Regions from separate parts of the Anas platyrhynchos genome. Here region 2 is linked to region 1. The links are chromatin contacts, called in public Hi-C maps. All regions are on one chromosome and are shown on one strand. The core of a region is the stretch at or near the end of the contact, and the rest is flanking DNA. Distances in the headings are between cores, read along the strand shown. Region 1 holds the start of CACNB2 (calcium voltage-gated channel auxiliary subunit beta 2). Region 2 overlaps CACNB2 (calcium voltage-gated channel auxiliary subunit beta 2).

Region 1 (4,083 bases), core at 915-3,414:
AATGTTTCTAGGATTGATACTCATGTTCCTCAGTGAAAAAGATAGCAGTGGGCATAACTGAAGGACCTGTAGGCAATCTACTTAATGATTCACATGCAGTCATTAAGCTTCTCCTTCTCACTGTGAGCATTTTCTAAAGCAGCAAGATCTTACCATATTGATTTTCTGGAAATCACGTTAATGGAGCAAAAACCCAAATCAAAGTAATTGTCTCAGTGCAGTGCGTGCTAAGGAATTAACTGAACGTTATTATTCAGACAAAAAGCTCTTTTGTTTCCATAATCTTATTCCTTCCACACCAAAGGTTTATGTACAACTGGAATATGTATATATGGAGAAGATGTGATTCTTGTTTTGCCTGATAGACTTTGGTTCCAAAACCTGAAAATTACCCACTGAGCCAAAAAGCTGCATTACCACTCTCTTTAAAAGTGGATCTTTTTGGCTGTAAGTGTTCAGAAACCAATTCTATAAATTAGAAGTACTTTATCTGAAACACAAATACTGTAGGTGTTCACAAACTATCCTTCCTCTCTAAACAGAGGTTCTTTATACCTAGTTAAAAGGAGGGGTGAAAACCAATTTTATGATCAGTATTTGACACGTATCCATAGTAGCGAGGCACCATATGATTTCACAGTCACCAATCTGTGCTTAGGGCTGAAAAGATATAAAAAGGGGGCTATTTGTAGGTCAGAAATTAGTTCCCTTGCCACCACTTCTGGAGAAGCTGGCAAAGCATATGGCCCTACTGCAATATCTGTTCTGCGCTTGGAGACTGCAGTCAAATTCACATCCAAAGAGACACTTTTTCAGCTTAATCTAGCCTCTGTTTCAATGCTTGGATTTTGTTCGTCTGTCACCAATCCCCAGTACCTAAAGATCACTCAGTGATTCCTTTGAGACTGACAGCATTTTCCTGTGGCAATCAAGCACTCCTGTGATGACACTGGACTGCCTTTTCAAATAAAATAAAGCATCAGGGATAGCTTTGGCAGCAGCAAATAAAACTGCCACCCCAAAAGGGAAAAAACTCCGTCCAAACGAGAACAAGCATGTTTGTAATTTAAAACGCACGCAATCAGATTTTACCACCCTTTTACTGGGTTTAAAAATAGCACCGAAAGTCTTTGTAGCCAACTATTGCAAACTCGAAGATATTATGCAACGTTTGTATATTAAACAGGAACCACCTTTCAAAATAGAGCCTTCACCAGGCGCGCTGACATCCCCTCCCTGTCTCCTTCTCCATACCCCTCCACCTGAAGGCAGTGTGCTTGGCCTGAGTTGTTAAAATCTCCGAGCTGACTGTACAACCACCTTCGGCACGGTAATCAAGCCGCTGAAATTTGCAGCGTGCTCAGCACCCCCGGCCCCCTGGCAGTGGTGCTGGGCCAGCAGCAGGGATCCTTCCCCCAACCACAGAGGCTGTTCCCAGCCTGGGTACCCGATGGGGCCGGGGCAGCAGCGCGGGGCGAGCATCAGGTAGAGGCACAACAGGTCCCTGCGGAACCCCAGCCGTGATTTATACGTGTACCGCGAACACCCCAGCGGCAGCACATCCCTACGCACCTAACCAACGGGTAAGCGCAGGCTTCTTGGGTCTGCGGCGCCGAGCATCCCGCCGGACGCCTTACCCAAGCGCCCTTTAGGGGAGGGGGGCGGCCGAGCAGAGCCGTCAAACTTTGTTGTGCCAGCGAGGGGGGGCAAGTTGAAGGGCCGGGCGCTCCGGTACCCCCCCGGGCAGTCACCCCCCTTGCCTGGACGGCAGCGCCCCGAGCTCTCCCCGCTGCCTCCGCAGCCCCGGGGCTCCGGCCGAGCCGTGCCACCCCCGGCCCTACCTGCGCCGCCGCCGCGGGCGGGGGGTTGTCCAGCAGCTCCATCTGCACCTCCTGCGCCGGGCTGGGGGGCGATTTGGACATGTCGCTCTGCACCATTGGAGTGGAGCTGCCTGCCGAGCCCCCTCGGCGGGGCAGAGCCGAGCCGAGCCGGGGGGGCGCCCCTCAGCGCCCGGCCATGCCCGGAGTAGGATTTTTTTTTTTCCCCTTTTTTTTTTTTTTTCTTTTTTGGGGGGGGAAGCGGGCGGCGGCGCGGCCCTGCCTGCAGCCGGCGGGGAGCGCGCAGCGCGGCGCCGGGGGACGGGGCACCGCCGGCGGCGGGCGAGGAAGGGAGGGAGGGAGAGAGGGAGGGATGGAGGGAGGGCAGGGGGCGGTGCGTGGGGGAGAGGGAAAGTGACAGCGAACATCTCCCTCCCGGCACCTACCGGGCGGCGGCAGCGGGGCGGCGCCTGCCTCCCCGCCGGGCGCCGCGGGGGCGGGCGGAGAAGTTGGGCCCCGGGGGTGAAGCGGGGGGAGAGGGATGCGGGCGCTGTGGTTTCCCCTCGAGGTGGTGGGCGAGCCGTTGGTGAGGTGCTCATGGAGCCTCCGGGACGGCAGCACCTTCCCGCAGGGTTGCTGGGGGTCGGTTGCCCGCCCTCCCCCGACCCCCGTCTCAGCGCTCTCGCCCCCCTGCCACAGCTGGGGCTGTGCTGCTCACAGAGCTCCTCCGAAACTCTTGGTCCCCTGCCCCGAGGGTACTCCTTCTTCCCGTCCTCGGACATCTCCACGCATACCTCGACAAGGGAGGTGGAATTCCTAGGTGGCAGGTGGCATGGAGCCCGCTGCCTACAGTAGGGAAATTTCAATGTAGTTATCGTGTACCTCGTGGCAGGTGGTTGAAAGATCTCTTCAAAACCAGGAAAAAAAAAACGCACACCCGAGATGACGACTGGGCTGGAGAGATGCAGCGTCTGAGCACATCAGCACACAACACAACACCCACAGGCAGAGCATGTTTTGTAGAGGAAGACTTGTTACATCTCCTCCTTGTCTTTGGACTGGACCAGGCGATGCTCCAGGCAGCACAAGAGAGAAGCTGGTCTTTCTGATACCACTTTGCATTCATGAAGTCTCTTATCAGTTCATTGAAAACAATGAACAATCAGTAAATAAACTTTGAACGGCCTATGGCCTATGGCGCCTTATATTTACAATCACAATAACTAAGAGTAACATAATAGTCATGTGCAGGAAAAAGAGCCAACAAACCAAAAACAGCACAAAAGCTAGTTCAACTTCAAGAAACACTGTGGGGTTATCTCTTTTTTCATAGCAGCAATAAACTTCCTCTCTAAGCTTAGCCCTGCAGATTTTCTCATATGAAAATATACTGCAGAAACCACCTACTTTTTGTGAGGGAATTGGCTTTCCCTCCACATGGAAAAGCTCTGAGATCTGAAGAAGCTTCAGAAATTCCACTTGTCCAAAAAGTTTCACAAACCAAAAAGGTTTTTTTTTTTTTTTGTGTGTGTGTGTGTGTGCATGTGTTTGTTTTGTTTTGTTTTGAAAAGTTGTCATAGTATTTTCAAAAAGTACTTTTGTCCAAGTTGTGTATGGCAGAACAGAACCTTAAGTATAAGTGAAAAATATGTCTGATGTGTTTACATGTCATTCAAATAGCTAAATAGAGAGGCTGATGTATCTTGAAACTATAAAGGTGCTAGAGCCTAGGCTGCTTCCAGACGTTCTCTTGATGACCATAAGCAAAAAGATGTTTTCTCTTCACACTCTTGGTGAGAAGAATGCACATTTCATCTTCTAACATAGGCCTTGCAGTAATTATTTCTTTGTCGCTTCCAAATTAGATTGTTTTAATGGAGTTACTTTTTGTGACCACCTCAATAATTAAAGAAGGGCATTGCATAAGCAAAGATTTACAGAAAAACCTAACACAATATTCCTGTTTATGATTGCTAAGCAGAGTGTTTTTATTGAACGATGTTGGCTTTTATTTCTAACACCTTTATAGCTTCAGAACCATCTTCTATTTCAAAACATTCTGTATGAACAGCTCGTGACCCAATGTGACTCCATACAACCTGGACTTGGTGGATTTTCAGGCATCCTTCAAAGTCATCCTCCTCTCACACAAAGAAGGGAGTGGTATTTATTTATTCATGTAGCAGTTGTCCTTCATATTGTTCTCTGAATTTTTCACTACATGCAGGGTATCCGATTTTTTTTTTCTTTAAAGTATCCTATTTCT
Region 2 (4,083 bases), core at 846-3,345, 57 kb before region 1:
TCCTTAAAAAGTAAAATAAAATAAAATAAAAAATTGTATAGTGTTGAACTTCTCTATACTTGCAGTCACTCATTTACTAAGCTTTTAAAAGTATTCGAAAAAAAGTGTTGATTATCACAGAAATATTTTGAGCTGTTTCAGATGCATCAGAAAGTTATGCAAATACACAAGTGACAGAAAATTCAATGCAAAGGAAAAAATATAGCAGTACCGTGCTATATTACTTTTTTTTTTTTAATCGAAGAAATCGAAGAAATGTTCTGTTTAATTACAGCCACTAGGTGGCAAAGTTGACCAAAGAACAATTACCAGTAACTAAGCGACTTGAAACTAGACTTTGCATCTTTATAGTTGATTACAGAGTGTTTCAAATAAAATGCCCCAGAAAGTAAAACCTGTGTGAAATAATAAAAAGTCAATAATCATACACTTATTTTTATGAGATTATCTATAAATATTATTTAACTACTTCATTTATCTCAAAAAAAGTCTCAAAATACTGAAAGCAAAATGTTTTTAGCTAATATTTTTGAAACACATGGAGAAATTACCGCACTAGGAAACAATGAAAATATTGAATAAAAATTTTAAGTTTAGAAAAGAATACCTATGAACACATATGCTGTCTTGTGTCTTGACACCAGGCATGATGATTCTCTTTTAATGCTGTCTTTTGATGGTAGAGGACATAACACCCCTTATGTCTCTCGAGGAGAAACATAAGCATGCTTTTCCTCCATATGGTTAAATTCTAGCAAATATTTTAGAAAGACAGACAGTTTTTTAACCTTTTCTTGCAGTTCTTCATTTTCTTTAACCTTTTCTTGATATTCTTATTTTTTCTCCTTTATTTCTGCAAATCTGTCTGTTGACTCACGTTCATAAACTCACTGCAAATATACTGCAGACCAAACCCCATCTGACTTTCAGGAACATGTGAAAGAAAAGATTTCTAGTCCCTCAATCGTCATAGATCTACTAAACAATCACTTTCCAAATATCTGTTCTCAATATTATAATATATACTCTCATTTCCAATAAATTCATGGGCCAGTAGCAAGAAGTGCCCAAGCAGTATCCTGAGGATCCAGAGGATCCTGAGTTTTTTGGGGTGTTTTTATTTTATTAATTTATTTTTTTTTTCCAGGACAAATTTGGCTAGCTCCAAGGCATGAGTACGGTGAACAACAGTACTAAGCAATTTACCCACTCATAAAATGATAATCTTACTGGGCTTACTGTGTGTTTGTGTACCAGCAGTATGTCAAGTGCAAACCACATCCTCTTCTTGTACCCAGCTCAAAGTCTTTAATAGTCACTGGGGCTACAGCATCACCGCACCAAGAGACGAGAGAAGAGGGAGTGCGAGCATCAAAGGGGAGCCAACTACTGCAGATATTAGGTGCTTGGCAGTTTTGCTTGTATTCTTTACAGTAAAGTGGAAAAAAACTAATACTAATGCTAATGCTGAGTATTGACACTATTTAGTTGTTTTGTGTGTGTGGTTTTTTGTTGTTGTTTTTTTTTTTTTTCCTAAGTGAAAGTCAATAAAAACCATCCCACTCAGAAGGATGAAAGGAGGAAAGAGAACAGAATAAACCAGACTGAGAACGAGTCATTCCAAAGCAATTTGCACTGCCCAGTTGGAAAGTTACCAGCTACACGCAGTAGATGTGGAATGTATTTTTGCCCAGTAGCATCCACTCCCATTCCTAGATCTGTGTCACTTAACATGTCAGTAAACTGCTGATTGCAGTGACGTATCTATAAAATCTATGAGCTTCTGTGTCACAGGAGAGGTTAAAATAAACAGACAGAACCACATTGGCAGAATCCTACCTTAACCCTCGCTCAAACTGTAAAGATTTTAACTTAAACTGCTGCAGCTCTCTAACCACATCTTGCAGTTTCCAGAGGGCACTGCAGGAGGGTGACCCAGAGGAACAAAAGACACACCACCTACTAAGCACATTTAGAAAGTCCGGTTTCTAGGGCAGACAAGAGACAGATACTCTCTCAGGTAGCTCACCACATATCTCCAACAGGGTACAATCTTGCAAGTCTTCTTTCCTACAAAAACACACACACATCAAGAGAGGTTGAGTCACACCAGAGTGAGTCTAGCCAAAAGCCATTAAATTGAAGAAGGGCATTTGACATGCAAGGAGAGGCTGAGAGAGGTAGGACTGTTTGGACTGGAAAAGAGAAGGCTCAGAGGATCTGATCCGGGTCTATAAGTATCTGAAGAAAAGAAGTAAAGAAGATGGAGCCAGACTCTTCTTAGTAGTGTCCATGGACAGGACAAGAAACTATGGGTACAAATTGAAATACAGGCAATCCAAATTAAATGTAAGAAAATTATTTTATTGTGATGGTGATCAAGTACTGCCATAGGTTACCCAGAGAGGGTGTGCAAGTCTCTGTCCTTGCAGATACACAAAATCGAATTGGATATGGCTATGAGACACCTTCTGTAGCTGAGTTCGCTCTGAGCAGTGGGTTGGACTTGATGATTTCCAAAGGTGCCTTCCCATGTGCACCATTCTTTGATTCTATGAACACAAAATATGTAAAATTCCACAGAAGTTTTAGCCAAACTTAACTTGCAGTAGCCTTGTTGCTTAAAGAAACAATTGCCAATCTCCATTCCTTATAATACTTAACATACAGTGTATAGAAAACAATGGAAAAGTAATTCTCTACTAATTATGCATTATAAATAATAAGAAAGGACATAAGCTCTTTAATTTTATTGAAAAAAATGTTTGTCTCTAAAACTGTCATTATTACTAATTCAAGAAGAAATGTACAAAAAAAAAAAAAAAAAAAACCACAATTATATGATGTTTTACAATTATTTTGCCAAGCTTTTTTAGCTATTAAGATGACTGGAAATTTTTAAGAATGTACTGCTCTGCTATGAAAAAAAGTAAACATAAGCTACAATGTAAAAAATAAACATAAAATACAAATATAAAAATCCAACAAAACTTTCCTTTTACAGTAGTTACAGTATCTTCCAAAGCCTACTTCAAGTATTCCCTGAATGATTAAAAAAACTTGCTGGACTCTTAAAAAATAGCTGTCTAGAGTATTTCTGCAGAATTTTCTTATACTGGTCGGCAAACCATAACATAAGGATGTGAGGAGTTCAAATGCAGCATAAAACACATTTTTTAAGAGGTTCAGACTACTCAGCAAAACAGCATATTTCTTTCTTCCTAAACCAGAAAACACTTCTTTTTTTTTTTTAAATATATATATATTAAATTAAATTATATTAAATTAATATATATATATATATATATATATATATCACTGCTTGTATAAAACACACTTCTCCTTAAAACAAAGAACAATCTAGTAAGGTAAAAGTAGTCACTGGAGTTTCTGCACATAATGAAGATTATTTTATTATTTGCTGACAAAAGTCAAGTTTCTAATCAAACAGAAATAAGAAAATAATAGACTTGTAGCCAAGTGTCCTAAAGAAATAAAACATATTTCACCATTCATGGCTACCTGACTCCTTCCATCATTAAGTACTGGGCTCATTTGCCAGTTTTGGTAGTGGTTGACTGAAGAGAATGTCAATAAAATTAATTTCTTACAGATTTGCTTAAATAAGTAGCCAAGTAAAAAGAAACTATAAATTCTGTAGGAAACATTGAGGGATAAACACACCCATCATTAAAACAAGTCACAAAGAGCCTCAATGTTGAGACAAAAATCCTTAGAAACTAGAGGCTAAGTGGATAACAATACTTTTTAATAAGAAAAATAAATCCTGCTTTATTATTAAAATTTTGGCATCCTTCAGAACATTAAAGCCTTCTCCAACCTGACACAAGATCCAAAAAGGATGCCCACGTTACTTTAGGGTGTCATAATGACTGTGCTGAGCGTGCTCAGCTGGGGTTGGCAGAGGACCCACAGTCCATAGGGACCCTACCACAGCGTCTGGTGGCTGAAAGTTTTGAGTGAAGAAAAAAGAGATGGGGAAAGAAAGATACCCTGCTGCCGGTGACCTCTGATGAACTCAGAGTGATAACTGGTTGAAAAGTAGGAGAAAGAAAAGAGGCA

The links. A called contact is a pair of places that touch in the nucleus more often than the background predicts.
Region 2: a contact with region 1 is called in a Hi-C map of liver, with 6 times the contacts expected there. The contact joins the enhancer-like site here to the promoter of CACNB2 in region 1. A contact is called at or near these places in 3 of 8 Hi-C or Micro-C datasets (F5 follicle, liver and skeletal muscle).

Annotation. Positions count from the first base shown.
Region 1 is chr2:138,854,910-138,858,992 of IASCAAS_PekinDuck_T2T, reverse strand. CACNB2 (calcium voltage-gated channel auxiliary subunit beta 2) reads right to left here and starts at 2,164. Exons shown (of 14, transcript XM_027450666.3): 1 at 1,842-2,164. The coding sequence starts at 1,937.
Region 2 is chr2:138,912,098-138,916,180 of IASCAAS_PekinDuck_T2T, reverse strand. All of the region lies in intron 2 of CACNB2 (calcium voltage-gated channel auxiliary subunit beta 2), which reads right to left. Among named protein-coding and RNA genes, the nearest start is that of CACNB2, 57 kb to the right of the region's middle. Within about 2 kb of position 2,095, at least 3 of the 8 cell types and tissues checked have an H3K27ac peak or open chromatin away from gene starts, as enhancers often do.